2 separate regions of the Mus musculus genome follow, and region 1 is linked to region 2. Evidence: chromatin contacts called from public promoter capture Hi-C data. All regions are on one chromosome and are shown on one strand. Each heading gives the region's core, a stretch centred on a gene start, on an enhancer-like site or on the middle of the called end of the contact. The rest is flanking DNA. Distances are from core to core; before and after follow the strand shown. Region 1 holds the start of Adgrb2 (adhesion G protein-coupled receptor B2). Region 2 holds the start of Zbtb8a (zinc finger and BTB domain containing 8a).

Region 1 (3,886 bases), core at 1,233-3,732, 610 kb after region 2:
ATGGTGTCTCTTCCCAGGTTATCTCAGCCTCAGGCTCCCTGGAGGGGGGTGGGGGTCCCTCCTGGGGCTAAGATGCATTTTTCTCACCCCCGCCTGGGCTGTTCAGAGAAGTAATTTCTCTTCAACCAGCTGGATTTGAATATGGAAACAATTTGTAATTACTCCAAGTCCTCCTGGGCGGGCAAGCAAGCAGGCAGGCAGGCAGGCGGGTGGCATTATCACCAGAGTGAGTCTGGAAGGGCAGGGGCTCCTGGGAAAGCAGGTGGGGGAAGCCCTCATATGGGGGGGGGCTTCCCAACATCTGTCCTAGTCCAGACAGCTGTACAACCCCTGACAACTCCTGCTGCCTCTACCCAGTTTACCTAGCTTCTCCTTCCAAGGCTGCCCGGTGAGTCCCTCAACACCCACCATTTCCATAGGGCGGGAAGTCAAGAAGTCAGGACTAAGAGAAACAGATAAATAACTTCCCTGTCTCCCGGAGGCGGCCCCTCCCGTCACCCCTTACCCAGCTGGATCTCTGAGAGCCAAGGAAGAGGGTGGCTTTAGAGATCCAGCTGCATCACATCTGTAAGAGACCTGCCTGCCTTTCTCTTGGTGCTAGGTCTCTAGCATGCAAATGATCATGAATATTCATAAAGAGGGAGGCAGGCTCCCTATAGGGAGAGGAAGGGGCTAGAGCTCTGGAGAGCAAATGTTGCAGGGACTTCCAGAGATTGGTCTTTGCATCCTTGTGAGAGCAGTCCATGTCCTAATCACGTTTCCCACTTTTGTCTACCTCCTCAAAGCTCCCAACTCCGCAACTCTGTTGCTTCTCACAGTAGGCAAGAAAAGAAGGAGCCCAGGATTTCCCACTGCGTCTGGTGGCTGTCATTGCCTTGCAGATGGCAAAGCCTGCCTGGCTCAACTCTCACACTGGTAGTTGAGCCTTCTAACTATGCCAGGGTATGTTTGAAGATGCTTATCAAGAATCCAGGAGCTCTGCCTGCCAGTGCGAGGCCCAAGGCATTGGCCTTCTCAGGGCTCCCACAGGAAAAGGGGAGGTGTAAGCCCAGACCGCCTCCCTGTTTCACACAGCTTCATAAATTCCCTTAAGGTGACAGGTGAGCTTCCTTCATCGTCCCTTATTACCTCCTTCCATTAAAGTCGATAATCTCTCCCAATCACTCACAACAAATGTCACCAGGACAGCTTTAGGGGGGAGGGACAGAGGGAAGAGACAGGAGAAGTTCTCTGCCTCTTTTTGGTAACTCCTCTGGGAAGAGGTGGGCTTTTCTCATCTTGCCACAGCCTGTAGGCGACAAAAGTCGAGTTATGGTGGGGGCGGGGGAGGGGAAGTTAGCAATGAATGGGCCGTGGACCACCTTGTCCTTACAGGACTGGTCCCTCCACGTGTGTGAACCTTCCCAAGTATGTCCCAAAGTCATTCCACCCTCGTTGCAAAGCTGCCCCCTGCTGGCTTCTCTGCCCAGAGTCATCGGATTAACCTACTTGTTTTGGCTGCTGTGGTGTGTCCCCAGTCGGCCCACCTTCCTGATGGCAACATGCCCAGGCCACAAACAGCCTGACCAGAGCCCTGAGCCATGGACATCTCTCCGGGTACCGCCTGAGCCGTGTGGGCTTAGGCTCCACCCAACTGTTCCTCGGCACAGTGCCAGGATGGGGTGGGTCTGTGCATCTCTGTGGCTTCTACACAAACAGATGCAACATGGGGGCGCCCCTGGCACAGAGAAAGGCACTTGTGGGAGAAGAGACTTGGGAAAACATGTAACATACTGCACACGTGTAGCATCCCCGTGCCTAGGGACATACAATATCACAGCGATGAACACCAGAATATGCAGTAAACATGCCACGCTGCGGGGGTATGTGTGTTGCTTCTATACCCATAGCATGCTACACACATGTGGCACCTGTGAGCTTCTACATATAATTCTTAAGGCACATGGAAAAAGCAGCATGCATTCAGGACCTGAGCGCATGTCAATGCATATGTGCAGCATTTGCATGCACCCAGCCAGGCAATATTGCAGTGCACACGCAGGGCACCTGTATGCATATATAAAGTTCAGTGCACCGAGTGTCACCTGCATGCACAGGGACACGCAATGCAATATGCACTGCATAATGGGGAGGGGGGAGAAAACGCTTTAGCCTCCACAGCTCGGGAGACCCTGGCTGCGCTAGACGCCACTAGTCTGGGGTTTCGCTGGAGGGGTATCACCGGGAGGCTCACTCTGCAGTCCAGGCGGTCACAGGCAGGGTGGGGGCTTACCCTGGGCTTCTCCCGCGCCGGCGCCTGGGGCCCAGGGTGGGGAGGGGGAGGGCGCGCTTGGCTCGGCTGGCGCTGCTCCCCCTTTAACAGGAGGCGGCGCGCGTCGCCCCCGCCCCCCCGCCCCTTCTCCCGCGGCTCCTCGCGCCCGGCCCGGCGCGCGCCCCCTCCCGGGCCCGGCCCGCGCAGGCGCCGCGTCCCGCCTCGGCCGTCACTCGGCCCGGCGCGCGCTGCGGGCAGCGGCCGGAGCGGCCGGAGGAATCCGGTTCGGTGGCAGCGGCGGCGCTGGGAGGCAGAGAGGAGGATGCGGCACCGGCGATCAGAGGCTGGGGCTGCGGCCGCCACCCGCGAATAGGAGGCGGCGCGCGGCGCGGGCGGTGCTCGGGGCGGGGAGCGGGGGGCGGCGCGGCGAGGAGGCGGCGGCGGCGGCAGGAGCCCGCGCCCGGCCCGGCGCCCGCCCGCCCGCCCCGTGCAGCTCCGCGGTGCTTGCTCTGCACCCGCCGCTCGGCGGAGCGGGAGCCTCGGGCCTCGGCGCGGCTGCGGCGAGCTGCCCTGCGCCCAGCCCGGCCCCCGCCTTAGGGATGGCAAACTTGCGCCCCGCGGCCGCCTCCACTAGCGCCGGCCCCCGCTCCTGCTGCTGACGGCGCCCAGGTGAGTGCTCGGCCCCAGACCCCGGCCGGCCCCGCACTGAACCCTCGCGCGCAGTCCCGAGTGCCCGCACTCAGGGTGCTCCGTGAGCCGGTCTTGCTTAATTCTCCTCCGGCCAGAACAGAGTCTGTCCAGCGCTCACCCAACCCCCGTCTTAAGAGGGACTCCCGAGGCCCGGGCCGAAGCCCCCTTAGTCTCCCGCGAACCCCTTTGCTACCCCCTCCCCCAGCCTGGACCGACCCCTTGCCGTCTGTGTCAAAGTCCCCCACCTTTAGAATCTTGACCCAGACTGCCACACCGCTGTCGCGAGTCTTGCCCTGTCTCGGCCAAGATCCCAGCAGTGCGCCCCCGGTCTTGATTTGAACCCCCTCTCCAACCTGCAGCTCGACTGTCCTCCCCCCTCCCCCATCTCCCCTCCTAGTCTGGCCGCGGGACTCTGGACCTCTCCTCCACTCTGCCCGGAGTCGTTTCGGTCCCCAACTGTGTCTGCTAGTGCCCTCCCCCGCGCCTGCACGGCGACCATGCTTCCCCTCTATTTCTGCCCCGAGTGCCCCTTCCCCCATATCTGCCCAGAGTCCCGCCTTCCCTTTCCAATCTCTGATGCAAGTCCCCTCCCCCTCAGCCTGGAATTGGGGCCGTGTCCCCCTTGCTCCTCCAAGCCCCTTTCCCCAGGCCGTGATCTCCATCGAACCCGCATCCGACTCCCGCGTTCGTCTTTGGCCGGACACCCGCCTCCCTCCCCCCGCATCCTTATCCTCCCACCACCGGTCTCAGAGCCAGGCACCAGACGCACTCTCCTGCACCCCCGGGGGCTGGCATGATTTGGGGGACTGGAGGCTGTGAAGTTGGCGGCCACTCCTGCAGTCGGCTCGGTCCGAGAGCACAGCAGCGGGAAATCCTCCGCGCCACGGCTAGTGCAGAACGGGCGACCAGTCTGTTGCCCGCGGGGGGAGGGGCGCCCGGACCGAG
Region 2 (4,172 bases), core at 499-2,998:
GCCACACGCACACACACCACACACACCACACACACACACACACACACACCATGGGGGTTTTGGATTTTTTTATTTTTTTAGTAGGATGTGAAGGAGCCATTTAAGGTTTGGAGAGGGCTGGGTTTAGTGGTAGAGTGCCTATGTGACATGCATGGGTTCAATTCAAGTACAGGATAATATCAGGTGTGGTGATCTATGCCTGTAATCCCAGCATTTGGTAGGGGCTGCAAGAGAATCAGAGGTCCAAGATTTAGGGCTAGCCTGGGGTACATGAAACAGTGCCTTCAAAAAAAAGATATATAAAATAGCTTTTTAAAAGAGGAGTTTTAAAACTTATATTAACGTCTTTGAATATTAAAAAGTATATAATTGTGCCAAAAATTTGCCTAGTGCATCCCAGCCCTCCCGAGGTGGAGGTAAGATCAAATTTTCAAGTCTAGCCTGAGTCCGCTTTAAAACAAAGAATAAATAGGTAAATAAAAGTGCGATTTAAGTGATAAAATCAGCGAAGGTTTTGGTACTTTGGAGACTGTTCCGGGACGCTGCAAGAACAGGGCGCCTTGGGGGGCTGCCACGTCTCAGCTCCCTGCCTAGGGATGAGACTCCCTAACCATTAGCGTTTTATTTTTCCCCCTTTCCCCTTTGCTAGGTAGAATAAACAGCCGGAACCCGTAGCCGTCTCATAAGAAATTAAGTGCAATATTTCGTCAAAGTGAAACCACTCCATTTACTAAAGTTCTGCAAATAGAAAGACTTCTAGGTGTTGGCGGCGTGTGTGGTTGGGTGCCCGCTAGGTGTGAATCCTATTCCAAACACGTCTCGCAAAGACGTGGATTACGAATAACCGCACGGTCAAGGGCGAGTAAGCGCGCCAGAGCGCGAAGGGACTAAAGCCGACAGTGTCTCCAGGTGGGAGATGCCAGGGACATTCTGCCGCGGGGCCAGCTGGGGCTCCATATTTCTGCCCTCGGTTCTAAGCCCAGAACTGTCGCGTCGTGATGGAAAACCAGAGAGTGGAGGGCGGAGTGAGACCGCCGGGCTGCAGCGCCCCGCGCCCCGCGCCCGACGTCTGCAGACACGCCCGGCCCCGTGGCGCCGCCTCGCCGCCGCGGCCGTCAGGAGGCTCGGGCGCCTTCCCGCCTTTCCCCGGGCCGGGCCAAGGCTGGCGGCGGGGCGGGCGCGGGCGGCGACGGTGCAGCCATTGTCCCGCAGCCGCGCCCGGGGCCGCCGCCGCCGCCCGCGTCTCCTTTGTGGCCGTCGCCGACCCTCGGAGCCGCCGCTCTGCGCCCCCGGCTGCAAATGGCGCCGGGTGCCCCCTGCGTCGCCCGGCGCACCGGCTGGGGTTGCAGTCCCGGGGCGCACCCCGGCGGCTCCGCCGCCCTCCGCCAGGCTCTGGGCCCGGCCCGCAGCCCCGACGCCCGGGCCGCCCTCCTCCCGCCCGCGCCCGTGCAGCCACTTACCGCGGGGCTCTAGCCGCTCGCTCGCTCGCTCGCTCGCGCGCGCGCGCGCTGCGGAGCGATTCCCGGTTCCGGGTAGGGGAAGCAGCCCCTTTCCGAAGCCGAGGCTTTGCGCCCTAAAACAAGTAGCCCCAACGTGGGAGAAACAAAAGGTATTTGCTGACGTGGGCGTTGGACAGAAACGCCCGAGGGCTGAGGACACAATTAAAGGGGCAACGCACAGATTTCAGGCACCAACCAGCAGCTTCGCCCACTCCCCCTGTCCGTGCCCACGCCCGACTGCACCCTCCGCAGGCACTAGGGCGCCCAGGTTCCCCAGCAGTTGATTGGGGATCATTCTTTTAGTCGGGAGCTTAAATTTTAAAATTGTACTTTACGTTGGGAAAGGCGCCTCCGGAGGGCAGAAGGGCTGGATTTCTAATATGTGGAGATATTGGTTCAAGGAGAGAGGGAGGGACTTAGGCGTGCCCACAAATACTGTATACATGTGACATTATTGTACTTAAGTTTAGCGACGTAAAATGGGAGAGAGTTCCACAAAATCGCCCTTTGACGAAGCACTTAATTTCAGTTATAGCCTTTTAGAAACCTCTGTAGGTCCCCATCAAGCCCTTTGAAGAGGCAAGCCCGGAGGGGCTGAGATTAAGAGGCCGTGATTCTTTATATAAAACTAGTACAAAACAGTGTTTCGTGTTTTCAAATATAAAAATTGGTCGTAAAATCAAGTTTCTCTTCTGACGTGACCCTAATATTTATGGCACACAAATATCAGGTGATACATTTCCTAAAATAGTAAACCGCTGAATTTTCATACTGCTTAAATTCCACAAACTAAATTAGTTTTCTACTTCTTCACGCTGATTGTCAAGTAATGCGGAATGGGGGAGAAGATTCAAAGTCTCAAAGCATGCGTTTAATATTTTGAGGCGTTCCTCTCCCAAGCCTCAGTCAAGCCCATCAGGGTCCTATTTCTCCGATCTCCTCACTAAGTAACTATGTATTCGAACATCATTCTCTCTGAGAATACAATACAGTCATTTCTGAATGAAAAAAAAAAAAAAAGGAGAAATAAAAAGGAAAGGGACATGCCTGGTCCTAGGTATAGTGGAGGAGAAAGTTTATTATAGATATGTGGGAGAGCACAGCCAGAGGCAGGAACATCTGGGAGAGTACAGAGTGAACTGAGCTGTGCCCTGTGATGTGGGGTGGGGGAGGGAGGAGAGAGAGCAGCAGAACCAAGTACAGCAGGAGACCCAAATTACAAAGAGGGTAGGGAGCCAAAATGGTTGGATTATATAGGGAAGAATAGCTCAGCCCCCTGGACTGGAGGATTCAAGCTAGGGGGCCGGATATGCCAGCCTAGAGGACCCTGTAACAGGTATTGGACTGAGGGATGCTGGGAGAACCTGGTGGCCAGGTCAGCTTTGACATGTTAACTAGGCACCCCAGCTATTTGTCCCAGGTTTGACACCTAACAGTTTCTTAATGTCACACCTGTTTACCCCAGGGGTGCTCTGTGATTAAGATTCGTTTCCTGGACTTTTGAGGTAATGGGAGATAATGGAAGGAAAGGTAGACCAGTGCTTATTTGAAAATCACTAGGACAGGGCTGGTGAGATGGCTCAGCGGTTAAGAGCACTGACTGCTCTTCCAAAGGTCCCGAGTTCGAATCCCAGCAACCACATGGTGGCTCACAACCATCCATAATGAGATCTGACGCCCTCTTCTAGTGTGTCTGAAGACAACTACAGTGTACTTACATATAATAAATAAATCTTTTTTTAAAAAAAGAAAGAAAATCATTAGGACACCAGGTGTTGTGGCACATGCATGTAATGCCAGAACTCAGGAGGCTCTGAGTTCGAGACCACCCTGGTCTACATAGTTCCAGGACAGGCAGAGCTACATAGGAGACCCTGTCTGGGGGACACACACACACACAGAGAGCAGGCAGGTCTCTCTGTGCTGTTCTCTTTCAGCCAGGATTAAGCTCAAAACAACTAAGCCAACCAGGAGGATCCCTTTCCCGGTGGAGGCCCGGTGTGCAGGAGCCTTTTGCCTACACAGTTGTCTAAAGGGAAGTTGGAAACAATTCTTTAGCAGCTATTCTTGTCTGCTCCCAACCTAGGCCCCGGACAGGTGTGCAGGATGCCTTTGGGAAGCCCCTGGGCACAGTGGCCAGGGTTTACTTTGGCCAGGTCACCCTGTCCCTCTACGCCAAGCTTTCAGATAAGGGCCATGTGACTGAGGCTCTACAGGGAGCCAAGTTCAAGTTCCTGGCCACCAGAAGATCCATATCTCAAGGAAGTGGAGCTTCCCCAAATGTAATGCTGATGAATTTGAAGACGTGGTAGCTGAGAAGTGCCTTATCCCTGTTGGCTGTAGGGTCAAATGTATCCTCACTTGTGGTCCCCTGGACAAGTGGCAGGCCCTGTACTCCTGAGGGCTTCCACTGTGCTCTCCTATACCCCACCGAATCATACACAGTAGTAAATCTCAACAGTTTGGGGGGGAAAAGGTTTGGGGTTTTTTGTTGTTGTTGTTGTTGTTTGATTGGTTGGTTGGCTGGTTTTGGTTTTTTTCGAGACAGAGTTTCTCTGTGTAGCCCTGGCTGTCCTGGAACTCACTTTGTAGACCAGCCTGGCCTTGAACTCAGAAATCCACCTGCCTCTGCCTCCCAAGTGCTGGGATTAAAGGCGTGCACCAACATGCCCA

The links. Capture Hi-C pulls out chosen DNA fragments and counts their contacts.
Region 1: a contact with region 2 is called in a promoter capture Hi-C map of adipose tissue. The contact joins the promoter of Adgrb2 here to the promoter of Zbtb8a in region 2. A contact is called at or near these places in 2 of 39 promoter capture datasets (liver and pre-B cells) and 1 of 9 other capture datasets (adipose tissue).

What each region holds. Positions count from the first base shown.
Region 1 is chr4:129,982,388-129,986,273 of GRCm38.p6, forward strand. It overlaps Adgrb2 (adhesion G protein-coupled receptor B2), which reads left to right and starts at 2,483. Exons shown (of 30, transcript NM_001290715.2): 1 at 2,483-2,920.
Region 2 is chr4:129,376,280-129,380,451 of GRCm38.p6, forward strand. Zbtb8a (zinc finger and BTB domain containing 8a) reads right to left here and starts at 1,749. Exons shown (of 5, transcript NM_028603.4): 1 at 1,461-1,749.